Regions from separate parts of the Mus musculus genome. Here regions 2, 3, 4, 5 and 6 are each linked to region 1. A link is a contact called in public ChIA-PET, HiChIP or PLAC-seq, Micro-C and promoter capture Hi-C data. All regions are on one chromosome and are shown on one strand. Each heading gives the region's core, a stretch centred on a gene start, on an enhancer-like site or on the middle of the called end of the contact. The rest is flanking DNA. Distances are from core to core; before and after follow the strand shown. Region 1 holds the start of Dgcr8 (DGCR8, microprocessor complex subunit). Region 2 holds the start of Crkl (v-crk avian sarcoma virus CT10 oncogene homolog-like). Region 3 holds the start of Slc7a4 (solute carrier family 7 (cationic amino acid transporter, y+ system), member 4). Region 4 overlaps Hira (histone cell cycle regulator). Region 5 holds the start of Hira (histone cell cycle regulator). Region 6 overlaps Klhl22 (kelch-like 22).

The links. Promoter capture Hi-C pulls out the DNA fragments that hold promoters and counts their contacts. A called contact is a pair of places that touch in the nucleus more often than the background predicts. ChIA-PET counts read pairs in DNA pulled down with a chosen protein or histone mark. HiChIP or PLAC-seq counts read pairs in DNA pulled down with a chosen protein or histone mark.
Region 2: an RNA polymerase II ChIA-PET map of memory CD8 T cells shows a contact between it and region 1, with 6 read pairs. The contact joins the promoter of Crkl here to the promoter of Dgcr8 in region 1. A contact is called at or near these places in 1 of 39 promoter capture datasets (cranial neural crest) and 1 of 115 datasets of contacts at active chromatin or transcription factors (memory CD8 T cells).
Region 3: a promoter capture Hi-C map of liver shows a contact between it and region 1, with 4 times the contacts expected there. The contact joins the promoter of Slc7a4 here to the promoter of Dgcr8 in region 1. A contact is called at or near these places in 4 of 39 promoter capture datasets (hippocampal neurons, liver and stem cell-derived epiblast-like cells).
Region 4: a contact with region 1 is called in a promoter capture Hi-C map of the C10 cell line, with 2.4 times the contacts expected there. The contact joins the enhancer-like site here to the promoter of Dgcr8 in region 1. A contact is called at or near these places in 5 of 39 promoter capture datasets (the C10 cell line, the HPC-7 cell line, cranial neural crest and 2 more) and 1 of 9 other capture datasets (liver).
Region 5: a contact with region 1 is called in a Micro-C map of embryonic stem cells, with 6 times the contacts expected there. The contact joins the promoter of Hira here to the promoter of Dgcr8 in region 1. A contact is called at or near these places in 11 of 39 promoter capture datasets (the C10 cell line, the HPC-7 cell line, cranial neural crest and 8 more), 2 of 484 Hi-C or Micro-C datasets (both in embryonic stem cells), 1 of 115 datasets of contacts at active chromatin or transcription factors (embryonic stem cells) and 1 of 9 other capture datasets (liver).
Region 6: a contact with region 1 is called in a FOXA1 HiChIP or PLAC-seq map of pancreatic cancer cells. The contact joins the enhancer-like site here to the promoter of Dgcr8 in region 1. A contact is called at or near these places in 2 of 39 promoter capture datasets (both in liver), 1 of 484 Hi-C or Micro-C datasets (myeloid progenitors), 2 of 115 datasets of contacts at active chromatin or transcription factors (embryonic stem cells and pancreatic cancer cells) and 1 of 9 other capture datasets (adipose tissue).

Annotation. Positions count from the first base shown.
Region 1 is chr16:18,287,563-18,290,875 of GRCm38.p6, reverse strand. Dgcr8 (DGCR8, microprocessor complex subunit) reads left to right here and starts at 1,708. Exons shown (of 14, transcript NM_033324.2): 1 at 1,708-1,773.
Region 2 is chr16:17,450,128-17,453,440 of GRCm38.p6, reverse strand. Crkl (v-crk avian sarcoma virus CT10 oncogene homolog-like) reads right to left here and starts at 1,456. Exons shown (of 3, transcript NM_007764.5): 1 at 653-1,456. The coding sequence starts at 963.
Region 3 is chr16:17,575,063-17,578,375 of GRCm38.p6, reverse strand. Slc7a4 (solute carrier family 7 (cationic amino acid transporter, y+ system), member 4) reads left to right here and starts at 1,705. Exons shown (of 5, transcript NM_144852.3): 1 at 1,705-1,736; 2 at 2,411-3,313. The coding sequence starts at 2,443. LOC115488657 (a long non-coding RNA gene) reads right to left here and starts at 2,497. Exons shown (of 2, transcript XR_003951946.1): 1 at 2,162-2,497; 2 at 1,619-1,962.
Region 4 is chr16:18,892,619-18,895,931 of GRCm38.p6, reverse strand. It overlaps Hira (histone cell cycle regulator), which reads right to left. Exons shown (of 25, transcript NM_010435.2): 2 at 1,096-1,158. Among named protein-coding and RNA genes, the nearest start is that of Hira, 18 kb to the right of the region's middle. Within about 2 kb of position 1,846, at least 16 of the 459 cell types and tissues checked have an H3K27ac peak or open chromatin away from gene starts, as enhancers often do.
Region 5 is chr16:18,875,115-18,878,427 of GRCm38.p6, reverse strand. Hira (histone cell cycle regulator) reads right to left here and starts at 1,678. Exons shown (of 25, transcript NM_010435.2): 1 at 909-1,678. The coding sequence starts at 945. Mrpl40 (mitochondrial ribosomal protein L40) reads left to right here and starts at 1,791. Exons shown (of 4, transcript NM_010922.2): 1 at 1,791-1,957; 2 at 3,021-3,104. The coding sequence starts at 1,905.
Region 6 is chr16:17,770,065-17,773,377 of GRCm38.p6, reverse strand. Klhl22 (kelch-like 22) reads right to left here. Exons shown (of 7, transcript NM_001359068.1): 3 at 1,509-1,674. Among named protein-coding and RNA genes, the nearest start is that of Klhl22, 12 kb to the right of the region's middle. Within about 2 kb of position 1,772, at least 24 of the 459 cell types and tissues checked have an H3K27ac peak or open chromatin away from gene starts, as enhancers often do. A contact at or near this core is called in pancreatic cancer cells, where this site is marked.

The DNA.
Region 1 (3,313 bases), core at 459-2,958:
GCTGTTTTCAGACACACCAGAAGAGGGCATCAGATCCCACTACAGATGGTTGTGAGCCACCATGTGGTTACTGGGAATTGAACTCAGGACCTCTGGAAGAGCAGTCAGTGTTGAGCCATTTCTCCAGGCCAGGCCTTTCTTTTTTCTTTTCTTTCTTTCTTTCTTTTTTTTTTTTTTTTAAAGACAGGGTTTCTCTGGTAGCCCTGGCTGTCCTGGAACTCACTCTGTAGGACCAAGCTGGCTTCAAACTCAGAAATCCGCCTGCTTCTGCCTCCCAAGTGCTGGGATTAAAGGTGTGGGCCACCACTGACCGGCCATTTGCAATTTCTAAGAATTTTGGGGAGAAACTTTTCTATTTTGTTAAAATAGATACAATTGGGGCTGGAGAGATGGCTCAGTGGTTAAGAGCACCTACTACTCTTCCAGAGGTTCTGAGTTCAATTCCCAGCAACCACATGGTGGCTCACAACTATCTGTAATGGGATCTGATGCCCTCTTCAGTTGTGTCTGAAGAGAGCAATGGTGTACTAATATAAATAAAATATATCTTAAAAAAAAAAATAGATACAATCTCCCCAACCTTAGGGATATAACTCAGTGCTTTTAGCATTAACACAAGTGTGCTGAGACCGTGAGTTCTTCAACATGTTACCCTTTAGTCGTGTTTTTAGCATCCACTTTTCATGTCCAGCAGCAATTACTGAAGTGTTTGCCTAACGGCAGACAGTTTTCTATAAAATTTTTATTACACTTATTGACTTGAATCAGAACCTAAAGGAAAGCTAAACTATTTGAGGTTCTGGATAGTATAAATATAACTTATCCCCACCTTAGTCCCGGGCTTATAGCAATGAAGTAATGGTTTGTGGGTTCGGGATTTGAAGGGCTCAGGAACAGACCTGGCTAACTTCATTTTGTTTCTGAGTCACTTCTGTCCTAAAGAATTTTCCTAAGTCTCATACTGCTACCACGGGTGTCAGATGAGTCTGGAACTGCTTAAGTTTCTTTATGGTCTTTGGCACTGACACAAGTCTGCAAGGCCTACCTAAGGTCCACCCCAAACTAAAAGGACCCCCAATCGGCTCTGCTTCTCCTTCCTTTTTTGACACGGAGGATGCTGTAAGCACAGCGAACATTTTTAGTCATCAGATCTTTGTCCTTCCTGGTGTGATGATATTGCGAGTAAAACTCCTTTCCTATCCTCCGCATCGCGCATCTTATCCGTTGACTTTCTAGGATGGGTGTACCTCCAACATTGTCCTTGGGACGACCCAGAGCCGGAGGTCCATTGTCATTCGCAAACTCAAAAGTGACTATTGAGCTCAACAGAGGCCAGCTCATAGATGAGCTCCCAGCGTCCCTCGCACTCCCGCGCTCCCCGGCTCCCGGCAGCCTCTACGCGCCTCTCTCCCGGCGCGCCCCGCGGCCGCAACTCAGCCCCACCCGGAGCGACAGCCGTTAGAAGTGCCAGGCTTGCGGCTGGTCCCGCCCATCCCGGTCTCCATAGCGCCTCGCAATTGGGCCGCGCGCGCCTCGCGCTGCCGATTGGCGGCCGCCTCAGCCCGCTCCCGGCTCCCCCAATGCGCGGAGGCCGTGCGCCGTGATTGGTAGCCCTCCGCCAAGGCCCGCCTTCCGCTCGCCCGCGCGGCAGCGGGTCTCAAGAGCCGAGCGCTTTGCAAGGGCCTTCGCGGGTTGTGGCGGCGCCGGGGTCGGTGAGGGTCGACCGGCTGTGGTCGGGCTGCGGGCGGCTCGGGCAGGTCGCGGGCGCCACAGGTAGGTGCGGGGCGCGATGGGCGCCCCGCGGGCGGCGGGCGCTGCGGCCTGGAGAGGCTGCGCCCTTTCCTTCCCTCCTTCCACCCCCACCCCTCCCGGGCGAGGCCACAGGCCGGGGCTCGGGGCGGGGCGCGGCGCGCTAGGCGGGCTGGGCCACGCGGAGTCGCGGCCTTTGTGCAGTGGGGGCCGGGCCCGGAGCCCAGGCATCATGAACGTAGGGTGCTGTCTGCCTGGTAACGAAGCCCCCTGGGCGGTGGGCCCGAAGCCATTGCCTCGCCTTCTGGCGGGAGAGGTGTGGGCAGGGACACCTCAACGCCCCGAACTCCGCCTGTTTTGTTTGGAAAAAGCCAAGAAACCGCCCAAGTCTCCACCAAATTACCCGTGGATGAAGTGTCATGTAGCTTATCAGAATGTGGTTTTACAGTAACAATGAACGTTGTAGAAATAAATGGCAAGTGGCAACCTGTTGACAGCGATACATGTCAAGTAGTATCATCCAGTGGATTTGGGTTGCTGATGGTAGGAATTTGATTTGCCATCTTGCATGCTTGCATGTACCTTATTGCCAGATGCAGAGATGTCCTGTGTTGGGTTGTTGACTCTTGTATGCCAATCACTATTAGGGTGCCCACTCTCTGCTGGCTCAAACTAGACTCCCAGCCTTGGAAGTGGCTCAGTTCCCACTGTAATCCATCACTAACCGAAGATAGTGAAAGGCTGGCCCAGCTAGTGTGGCCTTTCAGTTTAGAATAGGATTTGCGGGGTGACAAAGGAATTGATGAGGTCATACTGCCTTTGGGTTGAGCGGGAGGCTGCAGCTGTAGCACTGGCCATCCGTTCAGCAAGTAGGAGTTGTTCACATGTTTTGGGTAAGCCCTGTGCCAGGGTCCAGGGGAGCCAGCAGTGGGTCTGACTTGCTCACAGTCTAATTGGCAAATCAAAATCTGCATCCATAGGTCCAGTCAGCTGAAGAATAGTGAGGTTTACAGGCAGGAGGGCTACCCTTTGAGCTGTGTTGCCAAACATGTGGAGCAGGCAGTTCACAGTGGCTGTCTGAATTTTACCTTGTGAGAAACATGATTTTGACTGGTTTGCCCAGTTTGGCCTTCTCTTGTCATCATTCCCCTCCCATGTGATCCTATGTACTTTTCACATCAGTTTCCTTTGACATCTTCCATGACTCCCATCTCCAGTACTGTCTGTCCTCCCTTCTGATCTCCAATCTCCTGCTTCTAGTTGTCTATTCCACTTTAACACCAAATAGGTTGATTCACTCCAAGAGATAACCACAGTCCGTGCCAGAACAATCCTTATGCCTGTCTAAAGTCACCTTGGTGCCTCTCATAGGCCTGCATGTATCTCCTAAGAAGCCTTGCCACCTGTTTACAACACCAGACCATTTCCCAGAAACTGTAACCTAAAGTCCCTGTCCAAGCTATCTGGTGAGCTTTTAAACTCTTCTAATTTGATCCCTACTCTTACTCTCTTAGGTTTTCTGGACACAGAGTGATTCATTAAATTGTAAGGTGTTATAAAACTG
Region 2 (3,313 bases), core at 207-2,706, 840 kb after region 1:
TAGACTTAATTACAAAAAAAAAAAAAACTAAAATTGAATTAATGTAGAATTTAGGTAAATACACTTCCCACCCCTGAGGAAGGAACGGTGAGGATACAAATTTCTTCAAATATAATCCCACTGTCTTCTCTTGGTAATCCCAGTTTTAAAAATGAGTGCTAGAGAATCAGATTCTGAGATTTCTACACTTTCGATCCATTTTAAGGATTATTCCAAAGGCCGAAGGCCACTTTGTAACCTAAAGTTAGTTGAAAAATGCAGGAGTTACAAAAACCTTAAATGGTGTACAAGAATTTCGAGAAAGGAGGAGTCATGGCTATCTTCAGAATCTCAAGGAAGTCTATATTTTTAGCGTCGTTAATAAGCATTCTGCATTAGTATTACAGTCAAGTAAAGTGGCAAAACTGTGTATATATGTGGGGGGTTAGGGGTGCATTTAAACAATGCAAGCAGCACTGCTAAATGTCTAAATAAAATGCATCCTTTCATCCAATGACCCAGATCCTGATATTGGCCTTATAATCCGAATGTCTTCTGATTTAGAATGAGGAAAAGGAGTTCTATCCCCTACCCTACCCCCAAAATTTAATCTTTGACCGACCCTTCGCATCCGGTCAAGTTCTGAACCGGAGAAGGGCAGGAGCTCGCGTACCTGGGCGCCGGTTCGATTAAGGTGGTAGTGTCCAGGTAGTGGATCTTGTAGAACTCTAACAAGGCCGGCAAATGGTCAAACTCCTGGTCCCCGATCTTAAAGCGGCGGTTGGGCAGGGAGTTGATGATGTAGTGCGAGACACGCGAGTTCTCGGACACGGACAGTACATAGTCCCCGGGGCAGGTAGATGAGTCCCGGACTAGGAACATGCCATGGCGCTGGCCTTGGAGACGAGTCTGCGCCTCCTGGCGAGTCACTGGCCCCATGTACCAGGCAGAGCGGTCTGAAGAATCAAACCTGGCGGAGGACATGGTGTTGGGCTCGGGGATGGGCGGCGTCTGCGGCTCTCTTGCTTGGGAAGCCTTTACCCGCTGTCGGCTTTGGGGTCGAGGAAGGGCCTCTCAGAACACTTCGAGGAACAATCAGAGGGCTTGGTCAGGACGTTCCTCTAGGCTCCGGGCCCCGCAGCATCCTCCGCCACCGCCCTCCTGCACCGGGCCGCCTCACGGAGAGCCGGTCCGGGAACACTGGGCAAAGCCCCGGGGTCGAGGTGGGCGAAGCTGAGCAGTAGCGGAGGCCGCCTCGGGCTTCTCAGCTGGCCGGAGTACAGGGGAGGCTCCAGTGACTTCTGTCCTGGAACCCGCCGCCGGCTCCACAGCCTCAAGAGCCTGCACCGATCCCCGCGGTCACACGAAGCACCGCACTCCAACAAGAGTCGCGCCTCCCGAGCAGTCTTACCCAGCCCGCTCCCAATAGCCACAGCAACAAAATGGCGGACGCGGGAGAAGCAGCCGGGCACCTCCCCCTTGGTCCAGCGCATTCAATCTGCGCACGCGCGGAGCTGGGCTCTACCCCCTCCACCGCGGAGGCCCTTCCTTTGACGTCACTGGGCGCTGCCAATCAGGAGTGCGTTCGCGAGGGTCCCAGCGTGAGCCACTCGCGCGGGCTCCCGCGTTCCGGGAGGAGGCAGAGGGTCAGGCCCTTCCTGGACCGCAAAGCAGCCGCCGAGAAGCTGCTGCTGTCAGGCTTCCCGGGCTTGGCAGGAAAACAGCTGGAGCCGAGAGGGAACAGCGTTTTGAAAACCTGTTTCTGTGAACAAAGCGTAGAGTGGTTGCTGAGTGTCCGGCCAAGAAGGCGTGGCCGTCAGATGATTGCGAGCCAGAAGGCCCTGGTAAATCAGGTGGCTCAGGAAGGGCATGACCTAGGGAGTGAGGTGACCATCAAATAGGTTACTGAATAACCTATCAAATAACGCCTGCCCTAGGTGATCCTCCTTGGTACACGTGGAATGATGGTGAAGATCAGTTTGACTAATACTTTACGAGGAGGACAGTGTGTTGGTGAGGATGACTGGACACTACCGGCTGTAAAGTGTAACAAGTGAAATGCAACACCTGTGTCTGGCCTGAAGCCTGTTGCTCTGCAACAGTTCATTTCCTGCCATTCCACGTTGCTCAGTTTCAGCTCTGCCTCCCTTGACATATTTCTCCCTCCAACCCGACTAGTACCTATTTATTTAATTATTTGTTTGGTTTTTTAGAGACGGGGTTTCTCTGTGTAGTCCTGGCTGTCCTGGAACTCACTTTGTAGACCAGGCTAGCCTCGAACTCAGAAATCCGCCTGCCTCTGCCTCCCAAGTGCTGGGATTAAAGGCATGCGCCACCACTGCCCGGCCTATCTATCTATCTATCTATCTATCTATCTATCTATCTATCAAGATAGGAATTCTCTGTGTGGCCCTGGCTGTCCTGGAACTAACTCTGACCACCAACAGGCTAGGATGAAATTTTAATACCACAGAATACTGTCTTATTTACCTATATTTTGCCTGCCTTAAATCCACATCTAGTCTTGAATGATCAGAAATTTGTTAAATGAATGACTATTGTGAAAAATCACCACAAAAACAGATGCTGGATTATTGGTCATAGCATTCCCAAATTAGATAAACAGGAAGGCATGTCCCAAGCCAGTGGTGGTGACACATACCAATAATCCCATCACTAGGAGATGGAGGCAGGAGGATCATGAGTTCAAGGCAGCTGAGCTCTATGAAACCCAACAAAAATGGGGAGGAAGTTAGGGGAGGGAGAAATCTCAAAAGTGAGGAATACAGGAGAACTCCTACTTAGATCTCTATCACTAAAGTCTTGTTCTGGCCGTTTACATTTCCCATGTTTAGCAATTCTTAGATTGTAGGGTAATAACTGGTGATTCCATCCCAGTGGTAAGTAAGCGAAGGGGAAAATGTCAAGGTCTAGTGCCTTTTTGTAACTTGGCATAACCAGAGATGCTTCATGGGGGCTAGGAAGATGTCTCAGGAAGTAAGCTCTTGCCAGCCAAGCCTAAACACCTGAATTGGATCCCTGGGTCTGAAGATGGAAGGACAATCAACTTAAGGTGTCCTCTAAAATTCTGTGTAGAGTGGTAATACACATGCCTGCACTCACACAACACACACATAAATAAAAACATGCTTTCATATTGCTCTAGTCGCAAGTGAAATTTGTATAGCTCAGATATTTAATTTGACTGAGTTCAACTCATGGTTGAAGTTCAAATCAGTGACTAGATGGGCTATTCAGTCATTCTGTGCCTCACCATGAGACCTCCAGGACTTATCTTCTAGCCAGCTCTGGTGGTGCATGTATAATCCCAGCT
Region 3 (3,313 bases), core at 456-2,955, 710 kb after region 1:
AGTGGGAAATGCGTCTTCCTGTCTTCCCTGGTGCTTCCTCTTCACGGCATCCTTAGAAGGCTACTCCGTGTCATGGCCTTGCTCACTGAGGTCCAGCACTTGCTCAACCTCATAACTAGAAAGTAGAACACATTGCTGCATCGCCCAGCGTTAGCATCAAATGCCAGTTGTATGCTGGTGCTTATGGTGGCGGTGAGATGAGGTTAGCACTACAGAAACGCCCAGGTCTCTCGGTCTGCTTGCTTCTTTCTAGGCTTTTGTGGAAGTGTCTCATGATGAGGAGCACTGGCTTGGTTAAGTCCAGGAAGTGAGGGCGAGGAGATGGGGGAGTGCGCTAAACAGCAGCAGCACCTTCAGATGATGTTGGCTATCAGGAGGTCACAGTGTTCCAAGTGTCCCTGTGTATCTGGAATGTCACCCAACCGCTTTGTCCTCATCTGAATGAGTCATGCAGACTGCATCCTAAGTTTCCAGTAATCATCCATAAATTTGAATATTTGTGTGTATGAAATATAGATTTTTAGTGGTGTATTTATATCACTCTATCATCATATATAATCAAGTATATATTATATAGTTGTATGTTTATTTTATTGCATATACATACTAACTACATTAGATATGTATTGTAGGTCAAATATATAAAGTTCTGGGAGAAACATGCCTACCTCGGTTTTGCCCGACTTGGCTTTGCTGGGCTATTGTCTTGCTGTCAACAAGTCAGCACCTCACCACATATGTATTGCCACACATACATATATGAAAACTATGTATACATACTTATACATGGTCTTCAATCTTTTGATCCTCCAAGTGCCAGAATTACAGGCATAGGTCACCCTACCTAGCTGCCACCTTTGTTTTCAATCTGAGAAGAAGAGAGAGAGAAAAGATTCCTCAGAGCTAAGCATAAGCGGACTCTGGAGATTTTATGCCGTAGCTGACCCAGGCACCCTGATGGCGGGAACGCTGGTGACAAATGCGGAGAGCTGCTGGCTATCATGAATGGAGAGTCCTTTAAGAATGTCCAGGTCCTGTCAGGTGCTCTGAGGCTGTCACTGATATTTGAGGGCCTAAGTGGCAGTCCTGCTGTAGAGTTGCAAGCTGTCTTCTGATGCTGGCTACTGTCCTTTTATGGGACACTACCAGACAGACAATAGCTTTGTAAATTCTGCCAATTCACAGAACACGTCCGGAAGGCTGCCCTCTCTAGCCTAGTGTGCAAGGTGCTTACTGCCACTCCACTGAGGTTTAGAGTGCCAGGGTCACTCTGCCAGACCCCTGTCTTCATCTCACTGTGCTGGACATTTGCAGGCTCCGTGGTGGGGACCTGGACGTTTTCCAATTGTAGTTGTGTTGGGGTGGAGGGAGATCAAGGAGAGTAATTGCTCTGGGGCGGTATCAGGCTTGGCTCTACCCCCAACCTGGACCCAGAGAAGGGGCTCAGCAGGTTAGTCGAGCAGGCTTCCTCACCTAGGGAGGTGGATGAAATGTGGAGTAAGCCCTAGGACCCAGGTCAGCTCTAGTCTCGATGTTGGAAGTTTACTCGCTTAGAGGGTTATTCTGATACGTGACGTGGTGCGGTGCGGGGACCCTGTACAGAACCCAACCAGTGATGTGAGTCGTGAGGCTCGGGTTTATCTGGCGCCTGGCAGCGAGGGGCGGGCCCTGCACGCAGGCGTTGTAAACTAGTGGGGCAGGCGCAGTGCGCACGGTGGCAGCGACGGCGACAGCAGGTGGGTCATAGCGGGTCTGGAGGGACCGCTGCTGCGGGAACGTAAATGCAAGAGAAGGCTTGGGCGTCTAGGGGCACAGGGACATGGCGGAGGCAGCTAGCCTCAGCAGCTGTGGCTGCGGAGCATATGGCGAGGGGAGGTGCACCACAGCTTTCACATCCGGGAATCGGGAATCGGGGCCCTTGCAGCTCTGGCCTCCTGGCTTCAGGTGAGCTGTTCCTCCAACCTGGCAGAAGAGGGGGTGATCGCTTTTCTCTGAGGCCATGTCCCTTTGGCCACGTTCCCGGCTGCAGGAGCGGCTCCTGTTCCGGGTCCTGACAACCTGGCACTGCTCCAGGGAAGCCTCCCATTTCTTCTTGCTCGTGGTGCAGCCTGTTCCAAGCCTGTTCTTAAGCAACCTCCCACTCACTCACAGAACCACCTACCTGGTTCGCAGGTCCGCTGCAGGTCTGCTTCTCTCTGCCAGTTCCACTGCCCTGAAAGCTGACAGGAAGGACTTCCATGCGTTCTATCCCTCTGCCCACAGTCCCTGACACGCGTCCCATTCAAGCCTTCTAAAGTAGGTCCATGGTGCAGCTGACCTGGGCTCCTAAGGAGAGGAGGCGAGGACTGGGGTGGGCTGTCTATGAAAGAATGGAGGATGGTTGGTTATTCCCGCTGTCTGTCCCCAGTAGGTTCCAGAAACTGGTTCAGTACTCCGTCTGCCATGGCCCGGGGACTGCCCAGTACTGCCTGTTTGGCACGCTTCTGCCAGAAACTGAACCGTCTGAAGCCACTGGAAGAGTCTAGCATGGAGACATCACTGCGGCGCTGCCTGTCCACACTGGACTTGACTCTACTGGGTGTGGGTGGCATGGTGGGATCTGGGCTCTATGTGCTCACAGGCACAGTGGCCAAGGACATGGCTGGCCCCGCTGTGCTCTTGTCCTTTTTGGTGGCCGCTGTAGCCTCCCTGCTGGCGGCCCTATGCTATGCAGAGTTTGGAGCCCGTGTGCCCCGTACTGGCTCAGCATACCTATTCACGTACGTGTCCATGGGGGAGATATGGGCATTCCTCATAGGCTGGAATGTGCTTCTAGAATACCTCATTGGAGGTGCCGCTGTAGCCCGTGCCTGGAGTGGCTATTTGGATGCCATCTTTAACCACAGCATTCGCAACTTCACGGAGTCTCACCTGGGCGTCTGGCAGGTGCCCTTCCTAGCTCACTATCCAGATTTTCTGGCCGCTGGCATTTTACTCGTGGCTTCTGCCTTTGTCTCCTGCGGAGCCCGAGTCTCCTCCTGGCTTAATCACACGTTCTCAGCCATCAGTCTGATTGTGATCCTCTTCATCATTGTCCTGGGTTTCATCCTGGCCCGTCCTCACAACTGGAGTGCAGAAGAAGGTGGTTTCGCACCCTTCGGCTTCTCTGGCATCCTGGCTGGCACAGCCACCTGTTTCTATGCCTTCGTGGGATTTGATGTTATTGCTGCCTCCAGTGAGGAGGCCAAAAACCCACGGTGGGCGGTGCCCATGGCCATCGCCATCTCCCTCAGCCTGGCAGCTGGTGCCTATATTCTGGTCTCCACTGTGTTAA
Region 4 (3,313 bases), core at 597-3,096, 600 kb before region 1:
TTACCTTCTTATCTGCCCTTTGCAGTCACCTATAGATGGAGATCAACCAAAAGAGGGAATTTAGGAGGGTCATAAATTGATGCCAGCTGTACTGAAAAGTCTATCTATACATTATACTAATTATTTTTGTTTGTTTGCTTGCTTTCCATCACTATAGTTAACACAAGTCATGAAAAAAAAATGAATGTCTGAAATGGATGTTCCAAAGTAATGACAAAATGATTTAAACCTCTTCTTCAGCCGATATGTAAAAATATTTCCTAATTATCCCTCTTAGACCAGGGGGAAAAACTTTTTCAACCACAACTGCCTTCACTCCTGCCTCTGTGCAAATTGCCTACTGTGAGCCCCGCCCCCTGTAGCACCTGGAAGGTGGGGGCGTGGCCTTGAGCAAATGCTACTTCTTATCACTATAAATAAAAACTTTGTTTTCTGGCATTTAAAAAAAAAAAAGGAAGTTGTTTTACGTCTTTCCAAACAGAGCTATGTTATCTCAATACCACAGTAGATGCTGAATGGAACACACTGATACTATGGATGCTATTTTCAAATGCTCTAGACATTCTTATTTTCTCATTAACACAGTCAAATTCCTTTGTCCAGAAAAATCACAGTGTAGTCATGCATTCAAATGAAAACACTGACAGAATCCTTGCCTCTCTGTAACTGGACTTTGGGGGGGGGGAGGACACCCTCCTGCTGATTTATATCTAATACCAGGGGTGCACCAATTTCATTCTAGCTTTAGCTTAATAAAAAGCTTTAATTAGAATGATAAGTCAGCTGCACAATATTTCTAAGATCACCCTACAGACCCCAAAAAATGTTCATCTTCAAGTCGGACTTCACTTTGTAATCTAGGCTACCTAGAATTTCTATCTACCTGTCTTCCAAGTGCTGAGATCACAGGCCTATGCAACCATATCCAGCTCAAAAAAAAAAAGGTTGTGATTTAACTAACCTGTTCAAACTGTGCACTTTAAACTGAGTCACAGTCATATTACAAAGCAACAAGTTGTCTCATTACAGCTAACCATGGATCCAAAAGAAGCAGAGTACGGCAACAGGGAAGTGGTATTCACTCTACAAACATACCTTGTCCTCCAGTTGCAAACTTGGTCCCATCAGGGTGAATATCAACTGAAAAAATTGGCTTCCCTGGAAACAAAGAAAAACATATCAAGCTTGGCTTTTATTCACTAGAAAACAATAAACTTTTATTTTTAAAATATTGATTACTCAAATAACATCTCTAAATTTACATCAAGGACAAAGCAGCAGGCTGCAGATGAAATTACCTGTAAGAATGGGGAGATCTAACAGCTTTAGTTAGTCAAAACTGTTAGACTCTCCAAGCAACATTAAATAGCTGAAAACCCAACAGAGACTAAGTATGTCATCACTGAAAGCAAGAGACTACAGCATTGCTGGGTACTTCCTGGGGACCTGAATATATAAAGGCAATAAACTGTAATAAAAGCTCAAGTCACAAGCTCCTGTGAAAGGACCATATCTCTACCTGATGACATCTCCCTCAGTGTGAGTCTCACTTGGCTGACAGCTTGGGAAGAAGGACTCTCCATCCTTTTCTGACTGGCTGGCTGTCATAAGCAGGTCTAATGATGTATTATAGCCAAGGGCCCTCCCTTCTCTTGTTAAGATTTTAGTTCCTGACAACGGTCCTGAAAGTCTATAGTTACACACATGGTGTGTAGCAATTCCAAGATAAAGCACTCAATCTTGGAGGGAAGCTTGGAACACTCATAATGTTCTGAAGGGAGGTAAAACATTCCATACTCACTGAAGCTCCTTAAAACTAGAAAGTAAACAACAAAAACCTCAAGAAACCTGAAACCGACTTAACCTTACTTAGTCACAGGACATACTCGTTCCCTTCCTCTCCAAGAGTGTCTAAGCAGTAAAGCCTACTGAGAGACTTTCAGAGCAGCTGAGTTGCCTAGAAAAGGCTAGACCAACTGAGCATGCTGGAAGAGATACTCTCTAGTCTATCAAGCTGCATGCAGGCTGTGTGGTACACTTCAAGTTCCAGCTTTCAGGAGCTGTCACCCATGCTAGGGTGGGCTTTCGGAGATGCAGCTGTCTTTGAGTTACATACTCCTGTATGTAACCCCTCATGCATACTCCTGCAAGTAATCAAAAAAAAAAAAAAAAAAAAGGGCTCACCAGGTTGGACTTTGATGATATCCTTTGGTTGGCCATTGGTTCACATCTCCCCTGGAGTAGTATAGAAAGTCTACTCTCTCAGCATCCCCTGCCTGGACCTCTGTTTAAGCATATACTCAACTACATTCAATAATCAGTTCCTAAGGGTAAACAGCTAAAGCAGGCTCTTAGAAACAACCAAGGGCCCCTCTGCATCCAGGCTTGGCTGAGGCAATTGGCTTGCAGGACAGACCAAGTCAGGCAATGAAACCAACACCGAGTAGTTTGTGCAAGGTAATCTAAGGACCCTGGGCCTAGTTGGTATCTGTTCATGTCCCTGGTCTGTTTCCAAGACCAAAGCAACAAAAGCTGCAGGTTTCATATTAACTGCTACTGAATTTAAACTATATCATCAGCCTGTGAGTGACAGGTTAGAAGTATGACAGTCAACTAAACATCAGCAACTACTGTTGCAGACAGGGACAAAACGTCATAAGCTCTAGAATTTCACAAGTGATAAGGTGATTACTTATCACTTATTAGAGCTCCTGGTGTCTACCTGAGGGAAGCTGTAAACCCTGCCAGGGACCCCACACCATGTGGAAAATCCAGTGCAGGTACCCAAAGGCAGTAATCAATATGGGTCCTTGGTGATGCGCCCTGGCATCATCTTCCAGAGTCTTATCTGTGTGATCAAATCAAGCATAACAGTGAAATATCTTTTCATTCTTACTGGTCACTGGGTGGCAGGTAGTAGGAGAAACATGAAACAGGTGTGCCAAATACAGATAGAAACCTTTGGAAAGTTTAGCAATCACTACGTGTTCTATGGTCTCCTGTATTCAAATTAACAATAGCTAACACTTACCCTGTCATTATACCGGCAGCCTTTGCCTGATCCCCAAGTCCTTTCAGTGATCTCCAGGCTAATCAAGAGCCAAACTAGTCAAGTCTAGATAAGCAGCTGCTTGGTGCCTTTCTCTTTCTCTCTCTCTCTCTCTCTCCCTCTCTCTCTCTCTCTCTCTCTCTCTCTCTGTGTGTGTGTATGTATGTATGTATGTATGTATGTACAGACTCAGTCTTCATTTTCTCTGGCATATTTTATCCTTTTTTTCCTGGGCTTCAAGAGATAAAGCCCAACACAGCTTAC
Region 5 (3,313 bases), core at 429-2,928, 590 kb before region 1:
GGGCGCGCGCACACACACACAAAAACACACACACAACTGTAGCTCCCTCTAGATGCAATACAAAGTAGAAAGGAGGAAAGACCCTTCCTCTTTCAGCAGAGCTTGGCTGCTTCCTCGTGCTTCCTTCGGGTCCTTCCAGAGACTCAAGTACTAGCTGGGGGGAAAGGCTCTAGCTCTTCCTCACTCGCTCGGCAGAGAGCAAACAACCTCCTGCAGTAGTTCTCGACAAAACTGGATGCCACCGGCTGCTTTCTCCACCAGGGTGTAGGAATCTGCTATTTGAAGTCACTATCACGGATCCAAAGTCGCTTGTCTCCTGTGCACCACTGGCCCCAATCTTAGTCATCTGAAGCCCCAATCCTTACATTAAACGTGGTTCTTTCGTGGTCCTCCGTAGGACCTGAGCCCAGGCCCTTCCCATTCCAGGATCGCAATAGCCCGAGTGGGGGCACTGTCACAAACTCCAGGCCTCAGAAAGGGCAATACAGCCAGTAAGTATCTCATGCAGATTCACCGAGCCGCTGAAAGGCCACAAGGGGGATGTCGCCCCAGTTTCATACTCACAACCATCTGAGCACATACTGGATGGTGAAGCCGGATGGCAGCACCAGGTCGGTACCCAAGCCGGCTCACCAGAGCCAGGCATCCCAGATTAAGGGTGGGCGGCGCAGGACACAGCGCCATTGCCTGAGGCAAAGGCGGACTTCGCTGCAACCAGCCCGAAGCACGTGCCCGGGCTCGCCGGTGTCCCAGAGCCGGGGACAAAGTCTGCTCCTGCCCGTTCTGCAGCTCCAGCACCCGGCACCAGCGTCTGGACAAGGTGGGCAGGACTTGAGCACCGCCGCAAGCCAATCCCAGACCCCACCCCGATGCAGGTTCGGCCGCCCACGACTCCTGCGTGCACTCACCATTGTGGTTGACCCAGGTTGGCTTCAAGAGCTTCATTGTTCGGCCGCTGCCGGGCTGAAGCCAGAGCCGTGTCCCTCAGCACGCCTGGGCCATGGAGCTGCCGCAGCTTCCTCCCGCGCCGCCCGCCCTCCGGCCGCCGCCCACCCTTGCCCTCAGCGCCGCCGCGCCATCGCCGGCCCGTGCCCCCAGCCGCCGCCACAGCCGCCTCCTGCGCTCGGCCGCCGCCGCCGCCGCCACAGCCGCATCCCCTGCGCCGCTCCTCCTCCGGCGGCTCCCGGGCAACGCCGGAAGTCACGGCGCGCACCTGCCAAATCGCCCCGGCGGGAAACCGCTCCCTACGCGGACCGGGCCGCCTCGGTTCTTCGGTAGACAGGGGGGGGAGGACGGGGATACTCCGCTGCCACTGATGTGGTCGCCGATGAGGGTCGGTGTGAGCAGGCTGGCAAAGCCTTGAGATCCCGCCCGGCGATGCAGAACCAGGGTGGTGTGCAGATCTCTAGTTCTACCTCCGCGGCTCCGAGTCCAGCTTAGTAACTAGCTTCCGCCATCCATCAATTCGCGCTATTGGGCATCTCGCGAGCGCCAGCCGGGCGGGCGCCAGCATGCATCTAGCGGCAGACGGCAGCGGGCCCTGAGCTCGATTGCATGCATAAAAGAACTAGGCTGGTGAAGGATAGGGGGCCAGACGGGCGCATTTATTAGAAGAGCGGGGCGTTTTCATAGATGTAAACACATAGGCCAGGCGGAGCAGAGAGCAGGAAAACACCGCAGCATCCACAGAAGGCGGGACGCCCGCAAAAGGGCGCGGCGAAGCCACCGTTGCTTGCCCGGGGCGGGGCTGCGTCGGGGGCGGGGCCAGCTGCGGGCCCGCCTCTCGGAATCCCAGACCCGCGAGTTCCGGGCCGAGGCCTGCCAGACCCGACCGGGTACCTCAGGTCGGACCGCCCAGGGGCGTGCTCCCGGAAGCTGCCCGCCAGCGGGTGGCGTGAAAAACTATGGCTACCGGGGTGATGCTGTGTGCTGCGCGGGCTCTGCGGCCTCGGAGCTGGTGAGTGTAGCCGCGGGTGGCAGAATACCCAGGGCGCGTGCGCGGGCTTTGCCCCGTAGCTGCTCGCTAGTGCTCGCAGATTATTTCTGGGCATGAGCCTACCGCATCTGTTGCGGATGAAAATCCGAACTGGAAGTGTACTCACTTAACAGGCTATTTGCCTAACAAGTGTGAAGCCTAAGTCGTGCTTAAGTGGTGGCCTACTCCTGCAACCCCAGCACTATGGAGGTGGAGGCTAGGTCAGAAAGTCAAGGTCGTAACAGCTGCATACAAACCTGGCTATATTACACCCCATTTTTAAAAAGAAGAAAAAGACGCCGGGCGTGGTGGAGCACGCCTTTAAACCCAGCACTTGGGAGGCAAAGGCAGGCGGATTTCTGAGTTCGAGGTCAGCCCAGTCTACAAAGGGAGTTCCAGGACAGCCAGGGCTTTACAGAGAAACTCTGTCTCAAAAAAACCCAAAAAAAAAAAAAAAAAAAAAAAAAGGAAGAAGAGCAATGTGTTTTTAAAAATCCAAGGATATGTTTTATAGAAGGGACGTATAGTACAGTGGGAGGGGGTACTTTACTCAGTGGTCCACACTGAAGCATCCCTCCTTCCTTCCTCGAGGTACCAGTCATATACTAGACAGGTCTAGTATAGAATAGAGTTTATTTGTGGGTATGGGAAGGGGAATTGAGAAGAGAGTAGAGGCAGAGAAAGAGAGGGGACAGAGAAGGGGAGAGAGAGAGAGACAGAAAGAAACAGAGAGACGGAAGAAGAAGGAGAAGAAGAAGAAGATCCTGCCAGAGCAAGTAAAGGCTCTGCCCCAGTGAGAAACAGAGTTCTGTAAATTCCTCACTTTGACCTTGCTGGCCTAATACAAATGAACTAGACATGGTGGAGCAGCTGAGGCAAGAAAATTGTCTCAAGTTGCAAGATAGCCCGAATTAGGGAGACTTTTGTCTGAAAAAAATACAAAATAGATACTTACAAACATCCTCCGGGTTTTAGGAAGACCTATAGTTATGTGTATGTGCCTTCTCTTTCCCCAGATCTTTATACATACCCTTCTCTCCTTCAGGATCCCTGGAACCTGCCAGGCACACGTCAGACACACCCACCAGAGAGCTTCCTTACTGGCCTTCTGGGATCTCATCCCCATGAGGTAAAATCCAGCATAACCCTTAGCTCTTGGGGTATGAGAAACACGTGTATGCATATGACCAAAACAAAGCAAGAGTGCCCAACCTTGGGTTAGCAAGCAGATTTCAGTCTGTGGAACTAATAGTTAAATTTAAGTGGATGCCTCTGTCCTTTGAAGGAGCTCTGTACTATGATAGCATAGCATATATGTATTGCTACTTGAGTAGTTTA
Region 6 (3,313 bases), core at 523-3,022, 520 kb after region 1:
TACTGTTCTTACAAAGGACTTGGGCTTGGCTTTTACCACCCACATGGAAGCTAACAACATTTGCAACCCCAGTGCCAGAATCATATTCTTCTTGTCTCTGCCAGAACCAGACATGCATGTTCACATACACACATACAAGCAAAGCATAAAACATACAAAAGATAAAAATAAACCAGACATGCATGTTCACACACACACATACAAGCAAAGCATAAAACATACAAAAGATAAAAATAAACCAGACATGCATGTTCACACACACACATACAAGCAAAGCATAAAACATACAAAAGATAAAAATAAACCAGACATGCATGTTCACACACACACATACAAGCAAAGCATAAAACATACAAAAGATAAAAATAAAGAAGAGAGAAAAGGGACCATGCACTATGGTACGTGTGTATGGTACCAGGTACTCAGCTGGCTGAGGCCAGATTGTAAATGTACAGCCTGTGTGTAATACTTTAAGACTGTTTATAAAATTAAAATAAGAGAGAAGAGTGGACAAACACAGCTGATGGGCAGGAAAAGTTTGTGTGTACTGCAAGACATGGGATTTTCAAAGTCACTAGACATCACAGAACATAGGCCATCACAAACACGATCCTCCAGTTGGACAGCTTGTAGTTTTGTTTTGTTTTTTTTTCATACAGGAAAACCAGGCCAGAGGAAGGAAGCAGCAAAGAAGGAAAGGACAAGCTAGGAATGTTTGTTTATGCCTACAATCCCAGCACTCTGGAGGCTGAGGCAGGACTGCTATGAGATTAGACATCCTAAGCTACATATACTCTAGGCCAGACTGGGTGATCGTGAGCTTATCTCAAAATGAAAGAAAAGATGGGGCTAGAGAGGTGGCTCAGTGTTAACACTGCTGGCTGCTACAGAAGACTCTGGGTTTGGTTCCCAACAACTACACAGCAGAGCATAATCATCTGTAACTCCTGTTTCAGGGGACCCAACATCTTCTTCTGGCCTCCACAGGCACTATACACATGTGACACATGGACAGTATATAGGCAAAACACCCCTACAGGTAAAGTAAAATAAAATAAAGGAATCTTAAAACAGGGGGTGGGGATGATGAGACGGTTGCACAGTTAAAAGTACATGTTACTCCTGAAGAAGACCTAGTTCAAACCCCAGCACCCATATGGTGCCTCACAACCATCCCTATCTCCAGTACTATTAGGCCCGATGTCCTCTTCTGATATGGCACACATACATACATACATGCATGCAGGCAAAATACTTATACACATAAATAAATCATTTTTTTAAGTAGAAAAGAGTCAAGAGCAGAAGAGGGGGGCAAGCCAAGGAATTTGGGGTCACTCTGCTTTAGTTCCCAAGGCTCAACAGCAAGGTGCCCCCCCTGCTCCATAATGTTCCTCATTACTTGGCGTTCCTGCCCTCTTCACCTAGCTCATACCAGCAGTCATCACAGGTGTCTGGGGAAGCCCCCCATAGGTCTCAGCCTTCTTGATCAACAAGGCAACTCTCACCTGAAGTTGGCAGGCAGCAACCAGGGTCTCCTGCACATTGCTCAGGCTGAGCTCTAGTTCAGAAGTGTATATGAAGTGCAGGATTTGGCACATGGCATTGTAAGACACACCGTGGATCAAGACCTCTTCCTGCTCCATCTCCTTCAATCCCCCAGCAAACATTCCTCTGTAAGGCAAAGAGACAAGGCACTAAGAGTTACTCAGTCCAGAACTTGAATGTGAGCCACAAAAAACATTCAGAAGGAACCAAGAGTCAGTGGTGGGGCTGCATGTGGGAACATTGATTGCTCTGTGCTCTGAATCAACAGTCTGAAAGGCGGAGTGAGTCTATGGCAGGAGCCTGACCAAGCTGGGCATTCCTCCTGGAAATCACTTGGCTCCCTTTCCACTGTCCCAGGAACCCTATACTCACTTTCTGGGAGCAGGCCAGTACCTAGTTTGCATGTTGCATCTTCTACTGGTTCTGTTCTCAGTCAGACAGCAATAATTAAAGTTCATTCCCAACAACTGCACGGTGGCTCTCTACAATCATCTGTAGTGTAATCTAATGCCCTCTTCTGGCATGCAGGTGTACATGCAGATAGAGCACTCATACATTAAGAACAAACAATAAATGAATTATGTACACTTAAGACCAGATTATTTGAAACCTTGAGTTTACCGGCTAAAGGCTTGCTGACAGACTGATTCTAGGAGGACATAAGGCCCTTTTCTGGGCAAAGCAGTTAGGCAAATAAAGAGAACTTCAATAGGAACTGGTTTAAACAAAACAGTTGAGGGTCCTGCCATGTCACATTAAGATACTCAAGTAGAGACATTGATCAGGTATTACAAGGTAAGAGGCAAATGACTAAGACCAAACATGTTCTTATTACTGTACACTATAAGTTCTGAGCCTACTTACAGGTTTAAAAATCTACTAAAACCCCACCATCCCTGAGCCCCTAAACCCACCAATCCCTGAGCACAATGTTCCACCAATCTCCAGGCTTTGCTTGAAATTACACCAGTCCTCGCCCTAGAAACTTCTCATCCCTCAAATGCTATATAAACCTGTCTTTTGCTCAGTTCCCTGCTGTTTCTCCCCTTAGCAGAGGCAGCCACCATTTTGTGTCTTTTCCAATGAATCTCTTGTGTGAGGTTTGTTGAACAGCGTGACTTTGTGGTATTCCTTGGTTCAGGACTGTCAGGATACTTTTCCATTCAGAGCCTTGACACTTAGAATTACTATCACCATCATTATATTGTTTTGTGTTGCTAAAGTAGGACAGAAGTTTCCTACTACTGAGCTACATCTCCAGCCCTAAAATGGAAGACTAAATATCTCAACCAGCATTTTTGAGAACTACTTTGACCTTTCACCTATATTTTAACAATGTAACAAACAGACTTAAAGCTACAGACTTAAAGATTTAAGACCTGATAATATTACTCTGCTACAATGTGTTTCCAACTAGAAACAGTCAAAGACAGAAGTTTGAGATTGCCTGGGTGTGGTGGTGCACACGTTTAATCCCAGCACTTGGCAGAAGAGGCATATGGGTCTCTCAATTGGAGGCAGCCTGGTCTCCAATTCAGAGCTACAATTCAGCCAGGGCTACAAAGAGAAACTCTGTCTTAGAAAAACAAACAGAACAAAACCCAAAACTGAGAAGTTGAGATGGTAATGATATATTTTTTAAAAGGTATCTTTTGCACACTAGTGGTGGTAGAGGAGTCAGGGCACACCTTTAGTCCCAGCACTTGGAAGGCAGAGGCAGGAGGATCTCTGAGTTTGAAGCCAGCCTGGTCCAAGATTAATGACA